Regions from separate parts of the Mus musculus genome. Here region 2 is linked to region 1. A link is a contact called in public promoter capture Hi-C data. All regions are on one chromosome and are shown on one strand. The core of a region is the stretch at or near the end of the contact, and the rest is flanking DNA. Distances in the headings are between cores, read along the strand shown. Region 1 overlaps Arntl2 (aryl hydrocarbon receptor nuclear translocator-like 2). Region 2 overlaps Ppfibp1 (PTPRF interacting protein, binding protein 1 (liprin beta 1)).

Evidence for each region. Capture Hi-C pulls out chosen DNA fragments and counts their contacts.
Region 2: a contact with region 1 is called in a promoter capture Hi-C map of pancreatic islet. The contact joins two enhancer-like sites. A contact is called at or near these places in 2 of 15 datasets of contacts at CTCF or cohesin (the NIH/3T3 cell line and embryonic stem cells), 16 of 484 Hi-C or Micro-C datasets (the 3T3-L1 cell line, the F1.1 cell line, the MPC-11 cell line and 7 more), 3 of 115 datasets of contacts at active chromatin or transcription factors (fibro-adipogenic progenitors, pancreatic cancer cells and vascular smooth muscle cells) and 4 of 9 other capture datasets (adipose tissue, embryonic stem cells, liver and 1 more).

Annotation. Positions count from the first base shown.
Region 1 is chr6:146,820,740-146,824,203 of GRCm38.p6, reverse strand. It overlaps Arntl2 (aryl hydrocarbon receptor nuclear translocator-like 2), which reads right to left. Exons shown (of 15, transcript NM_172309.2): 8 at 2,054-2,294; 9 at 1,509-1,615; 10 at 960-1,110. Among named protein-coding and RNA genes, the nearest start is that of Arntl2, 17 kb to the right of the region's middle. Within about 2 kb of position 2,068, at least 8 of the 459 cell types and tissues checked have an H3K27ac peak or open chromatin away from gene starts, as enhancers often do. A contact at or near this core is called in pancreatic islet, where this site is marked.
Region 2 is chr6:147,008,950-147,012,073 of GRCm38.p6, reverse strand. Ppfibp1 (PTPRF interacting protein, binding protein 1 (liprin beta 1)) reads right to left here. Exons shown (of 31, transcript NM_001355728.1): 15 at 1,987-2,102; 16 at 1,155-1,211. Among named protein-coding and RNA genes, the nearest start is that of Rep15, 22 kb to the left of the region's middle. Within about 2 kb of position 1,518, at least 44 of the 459 cell types and tissues checked have an H3K27ac peak or open chromatin away from gene starts, as enhancers often do. A contact at or near this core is called in pancreatic islet, where this site is marked.

The sequences.
Region 1 (3,464 bases), core at 819-3,318:
CAGACATTTACCAAGCACGAAGTAGTAGATTACAGAAGGCCAATGGTCGGCTTAATCTGAACAACTAACGTCAATGGAGAGATAGGAAGTTCTCAGACCGCTGGCTGCTGCAGCCTCGGGTTCTGCTCTGTGGGGTCACCAGCTGCAGACTGTAGGGAAACCCTGTACCTCCCCCAAACACAGAGGTTTTTTTTTTCCTCTTGTTATTCCTAAGTGAGCTGGAACAACAACCATTTCCATGACTTTATGTTGTACCAGGGCTGTAACTAATGCAGACATTGATCTGGGGATGGATATGGGAGAAGCCCACAGAGATCTGGCATCTGTGACCCCTCCCCTGAGAAACTGAGCTGTCATATAGACAGAGAACCAAGCAGTGTTAAAGGTGTTCGTGATGGTTTGAATATGCTTGACCCAGGGAGTGGCACTATATTAGATGATGTGGCCCTGTTAGAGAAGGTGTGGCCTTGTTGGAGTAGGTGTGTCACTGTGGGTGTGGGCTGTAAGACCTCACTCATAGCTGCCTGGAAGCCAGTATTCTGCTAGCAGCCTTCAGATGAAAATGTAGAACTCTCAGCTCCTCCTGCACCATGCCTGCCTGGATGCTGCTGTGTTCCTGCCTCAATGATAACGGACTGAATCTCAGAACCTGTAAGCCAGACACAATTAAATATTGCCCTTATAAGAGTTGCCTTGGGCTGGGCGGTGGTAGTGCACGCCTTTAATCCCAGCACTTGGGAGGCAGAGACAGGAGGATTTCTGAGTTTGAGGCCAGCCTGGTCTACAGAATGAGTTCCAGGACAGCCAAGGCTATACAGAGAAACCCTGTCTAGAGAGAGAGAGAGAGAGAGAGAGAGAGAGAGAGAGAGAGAGAGAGAGGGAGAGAGAGAGAGAGAGAGAAGCAGTGATACTCATTTGAAATTAGATCAAAGGTCTTAAGAGCACAGAAAACTACTCACAAAACCAATGTGTTGACAGACACAATGTACTCCAGCTCTTTGGTCCAAGGGTTTGTGAAGCTGAACCACTCACTCTTCAGAGTCACGAAGGCACCATCCTTCACTCTGAATTTGTATGAGTCTGTAAGTATTTTCTCCTTACTCTGCAGAACTTCACAGGAAAGCCGCAGTCAGCGGAATAGCCTGTACAACCAAAGCCTTCACGCTGGGAGTGGTGGCTCATGCCTGTAACTCCACCCCCAGAGGATGGAAAGGGTGTATGCGGGTTCCGGGCCAGCCAGGGGGCTGTGCCGAAACCCAGACACCACCAAAGCCAGACCAGGGCCTTGAGAATTAATTTTGGATTTCATAAGGAATTCGGAGTTGATGGTATAATCATTTCTTTCTTTATTTAGACAGGAGTTTGCTATGTAGCCCAAGTTAGCCTGGAACTCCCAATCCTCTAAGCCACCTCCCAGATACTGAGATTTTTTTTAGTGTGATCCATCACACCTGGCTGACGTCATTTTTAAATTACCCGCAAAGCACCTCATTCAATGGATTACCTACCTGCTTTGTGCTTGTCAGTCAAACTACTGTGGTCATCCTGATGAAAATATTCATAACATGAAGTTCCCAAAAGTTCCTGAGGCAGGTATCCTAAAATTGCCGTTGCCCTGGTTTTTGAAACAGAAAAACATCATGGCAGTTGCTGACGGTGATGCCTCCCAGAACACTGCAGGTCCAGCACAGGTCGGGTTGCAGGAAAGCCGTCTGGAGAAAGAGCTAGCCTTGGTCCTCCCCATCCACAGCTAGACTGCAAACAGGACCCCAGGTGAGGCCCCATGACGTCCTGCTGATGCCTGTACAGGGTACCACCAGTACCACCAACACTGCGGCCATGGAGCAGGGCAGACTCAACACCACTGCTAGGAAACACTTTCCCAAGTTTACCCTCCAGTTCTACCAAAATCACCAACATCACCATCTCCGTATTTCACTTAAAATATACTTCCTCTTCTCAAGCCCTCGTTAGGAGAAAACTGCAGCGGAGCTTTGACGCTGTGCTTCAGCTGCCCCAGTGGCCTCTGGGTAGCCAAACATGGAGTGTTTACCTTTGGTCAACATAGACGAATTTCCCGTTCATTGCGAAGCGAGTTATGAACTCAGCCGGTCTCACGTTGATCTTGCCACTCTTTTGAGGGACAATGTATGGATGCAACCGTCCCATAGCCACAAGGCAGGTAAGAGGACCGCTGTCCTTCCCACCACCCGACTCTTTCTCCATGCCAACAACATTCAGAGGCCAGCTTCTCAAGTATCCAGTGCAATGGACGGTGTGGAATTTTCTATGGTCTAATGAAAAATCATAGCAATACACTTAGGTCACTATAGATGCTGATATTTCTCCTCCCTCTTCTTCCTCCCTCCTCTTCCTCTCTCTTCCTCCTCCCCTTGTCCTTCCTCTTTCCTTTCTTCTCCCTCTTTCTCCACTTTTTCCTTTTCTTTTTTTTCTTTTCGAGACAAATGTATTCTGAAGCCCAGGCTAGCCTCTAACCAGCTCCCTATGTATACCAGGCTATCCTCTAATCCCTGATACTATTACCTCAGCCTCCTAAGTGATTGCAGGCCTATAACACTATGTCTGACTATAATGAAGAAACTTGCAAATCTCTTACTGTTGGTTATGATGATGATTAATAGACACATATGGCCATACATACTACATCCCCGCCCTACTGGACTACATAGTAAGACTCTGTCTCAAAAAGAAGCAAGCAGGAGTTTGGAGTGGTGGTTCAGTAGTTAGGAGTGCCTGTGCTCTGTCAGAGGAACTCGGTTCAGTTCTCAGCACGTGCATCAGGCAGCCCACAGCTGACCTTAGTTTCAGCTCCAGGGAATCTGATGGCCTCAATTGGCACTGGACTCACTTGTGTGGGCATACACACGCATACACACACACACACACACACACACACACACACACACACTTAAAAAGCAAGATAAAAAATTATTTTAGGGTTGGGCATAGTAGCATGCACCTTTAACTCCAACACTCAGGAGGCAGAGGTAGATGGATCTGTGTGCATTTGAGGCTAGCCTGGTATACACAGTGAGTTCCTGGGTAAAGCTACAAAGTGAGACCCTATCTCAAAACAAAAACAAAACACAAAATAAAAAGACAAACAAACAAGCAAAAAGTTTTTTAAAAAGAGATTGAACTTTGTTGTTGTTTGAGTTTTTATTTTACTATTTTATCTTTGAGATAGGGTATTGCTACATAGCCCTGCTGGGCTTGAATTCACAGAAATCTTTCCCGCCTCTGTTACTTGAGTGTTAACTACGCTTTAAGGCCTACATCACGTCTCCCAAATCTAACTTAAAGTTCTCTTCGCTACAGATTCAGTAGCACAACAGGATGTGCACCTGGTGGTGAGCCAGTGTAAATAATTTCAGTTTAAAAACAATCTTACTTAGACGCTTTGAATCCTATTTCTTGCCGTGACTATGAAACTTACTTTTTCC
Region 2 (3,124 bases), core at 269-2,768, 190 kb before region 1:
CTTCTTTCAAAGAGGAATAACTGTTTTGAGTCTGGCAAAGCAATTCAGTCAATAGTTCTGATCAAAGCATAATAAGCCAGGTTTTGTGGGCATGCCTGAAATTTCAGTACATAAGAGGCAGAAGGGCGTTTGAGATCAGCATGAGCTATCAGGACAAAGCCTGTCTCCAAAAGTGAAAAAGAAAGAAGGAAAGGACAAAAATAAAGAGAGAAGAGGGGAGGGAGACGGAGGAGGGAGAGGGACAAACAAGAGAGGAAGGGGGAGGAGGGAGAAGAGGAGAAGGAAGGGGAGGAAGTGAAAAAGGGCACTAGAGGAATCCGTGTTATTGCCCAAGGTAACTCATTTGCTACCCTAGGAAGACAGGAGGAGCCTGTAAATCACAGAAACTTTCTCTTTCTCATAAGTAGTGTTCAGTTATACACAGCTGGAGATGGCCCGACTCAAAAACTAAATGCACAAACACGGGGCCAGTTTCACAACCTGAGACACTGGGGTGTACCTCAGTGCCAGTGTGCTCGGCATGTGAGTTACCAGAGGCCTGATCCCCAGCAATGCAGGATAAAAAAGGAAGGCACAGCAGAGAAAGAGACGATAGAAGGAATCTACTCCAAAAGAGCTAGAGCAACAAAACCTTTAAAGGCATTTCTCCCCCTTACGTAAGTTGTCAGTCATATTGACTGCCAAAACCATAAAAGATAACAGAGAAACAGAAACAACTCATGCGAACTCTGTCTGAAAATAGGCTTTCCTGGTTGTTTGGGGCTTTCCTAATCTAATCCAGACTCTGACTTGGGTAAACATTCACATTAGGCCAGTTTATTAAAATGTAAGTGCAGAAAGCAGCTCTGCCAGCTTCGAGTTCTCTGGGATTCTTTCCTGTTGGAATAAAACATAACAAATCAGCACAAAATGAATTAAAAGTGCTGAACTCCCAATGAGAACTGGTGACGGTGTCTAAAGATTTACAACCGTCAGGCTTGAGACAGCAGGGTGGAGAGCTTCTGTGACATCAGCCTCCAGCCCCTCCTGTCATGACCTGCGCACTTGAGTTCTCATGACCCAGTTGGTCACTGTGTAATGGTTACATGAACACAAAAGATCCCCGGTTTTCTGAAGCCTCGATCACACTTCATACTCAAGGATATACAACTTACGAAACACCATCACTCAGGGAGACTTCAGCGGCAGCGCCCAGGATTGCTCTTCCGTCACTAAAATATATTTTTAAAAAAGCATTTGTTAACGGCATGAATTGAAAACCGCACAGACACACCTAGCTTTGCAATGGTGAAGTCCCAAAGAACCCATAGGAAGCTCAAATCACTGTTAAATCAAAGTGACTTTTGCTTAATCAACCAAAAACAGTTGGTCTGCCCTTCCTTGTTCATATTTACAGTACCGCACTAGCCTACAGCTGGGCAAAAAAAAAAAAAATCTCTCCCACAGAGTCTACGTTAAAGGGTGTGCTGGCCACCTCATACCTGTCAAAACAGTGCAGAAGTGAAACTACGGCAACATTGTAGAGTTAAAAAAAAAAAAAATCGCAAGGCAAGCTGTCCTAGCTGGGGCCTGTCTGTACATGTTCTAAGTGAACGGAAATGTTAAAAAAAAATATTGCAAAGAAGAATCTAAGTTTAAATATTTTCTTAAGTCTATTTCAAGGTTAGGCAATTCACTTGAGAATTTTCTGGCAAAGTATCGATTTGCCTATGGAGAGACAGCCGTGTTTCTGTTTGTTGACTTCACTCTTCAGCCTGCTTCGCTGACTATTCACAGGCATCTATGGCCTAGAAAGTAATACCCAAGCCCTTAAAGGCTGCTCTGACCTCATCCCTCACTTCCAGGCTCCACTGTCACCCCGTTGTTTCATCATTGCAAAACAGACGGTGAAACCTGTGTCTGCAAGTAAGTGTGACGTGCCCTTATCTGTGGTTGCTCTATTTCTCTGAGCATCTATACCACAATGCTAGTCCATAAATGGCATACCCCTCTTCAAATGAAGTCTCGGGCTTGGTAGGCAACTTGGGTTTTTCACAAGTGTCTACATCCACAGATGGCGGCAATAGTGAAGGGATTGAAGCTTGCAAGACGCTGGTGTGAAACTGTAAAAAGATGTAAGTGAAAAGAAAACCAATCAAAACACATGCCGCAGAGCAACAAAGCATCACAGAATTGGTCTACAAAATACACCAGTGCTTGGAACTCTATTTACAAACATCTAGACAAGGTGTTGATGAGAGCAAGCACTGTGGAGAAAGGATTAAATTTGGTCCTAAGACAGCAAATATCCTGAATAACAAAGTAAAATACCTAAACTAAAAAAAGTACCATGTCCCGATCACGGGGCAAGCCCACGGAGTGCCAGTGCCAAGGTACTGACTCCTCAGGGTCGACATATATTGTAAACAAAGTACCATTTCCATTTTTATTTCTACTACACGTCTAACACATAACATGCATCATGTTGGTTAATTGTTCTTTTCATGCGTGAACAAGTTGACTATGTTCAACTATCCTATCTGGTGAATAATGCATTAAAATCAGTGAGAACAGACTCTACAGAAACAATGAAATATGGATATAATTTTCTCAAATACCTCTGGGGCCTAGGGCTGGAGTCTGAAGGATTTTTTTGGGGGGGGGTGGGTTTTTTTTCAAGACAGGGTTTCTCTGTGTAGCCTTGACTATCCTGGAACTCACCTTGTAGACCAGGCTAGCCTCAAACTCAGAAATCCACCTGCCTCTGCCTCCCAAGTGCTGGGATTAAAGGCGTGCACCACCACGGCCCGGCCTGAAGGATTTTTAACACTAGGGTTTTCTGGTAATGTATGAGAACTAGAGAACAGAGTAGGATCGGCACCAAGAACTCACAAAGGAAACACCTGTGTGAACTCCAAGTCAGGTAACCAGTGGGCTCCTCGTTTAATTATTTGTAGTGCTGACCTACCACATAGTCCAGTGCTGAGCTATGTTCCAAGCCACAGTTCTCTCTGTCCCCTCTCTCTAATTTTTATTAATAATTTTTAAATTAAAATTTATATTTCCCCCTTCACTTTCCTGCCCTCCATGTATTTCCCTTTGCTAACTGCTCTCTTTCTCTCTCCTTCCCTCCTTCCTTTTCCCC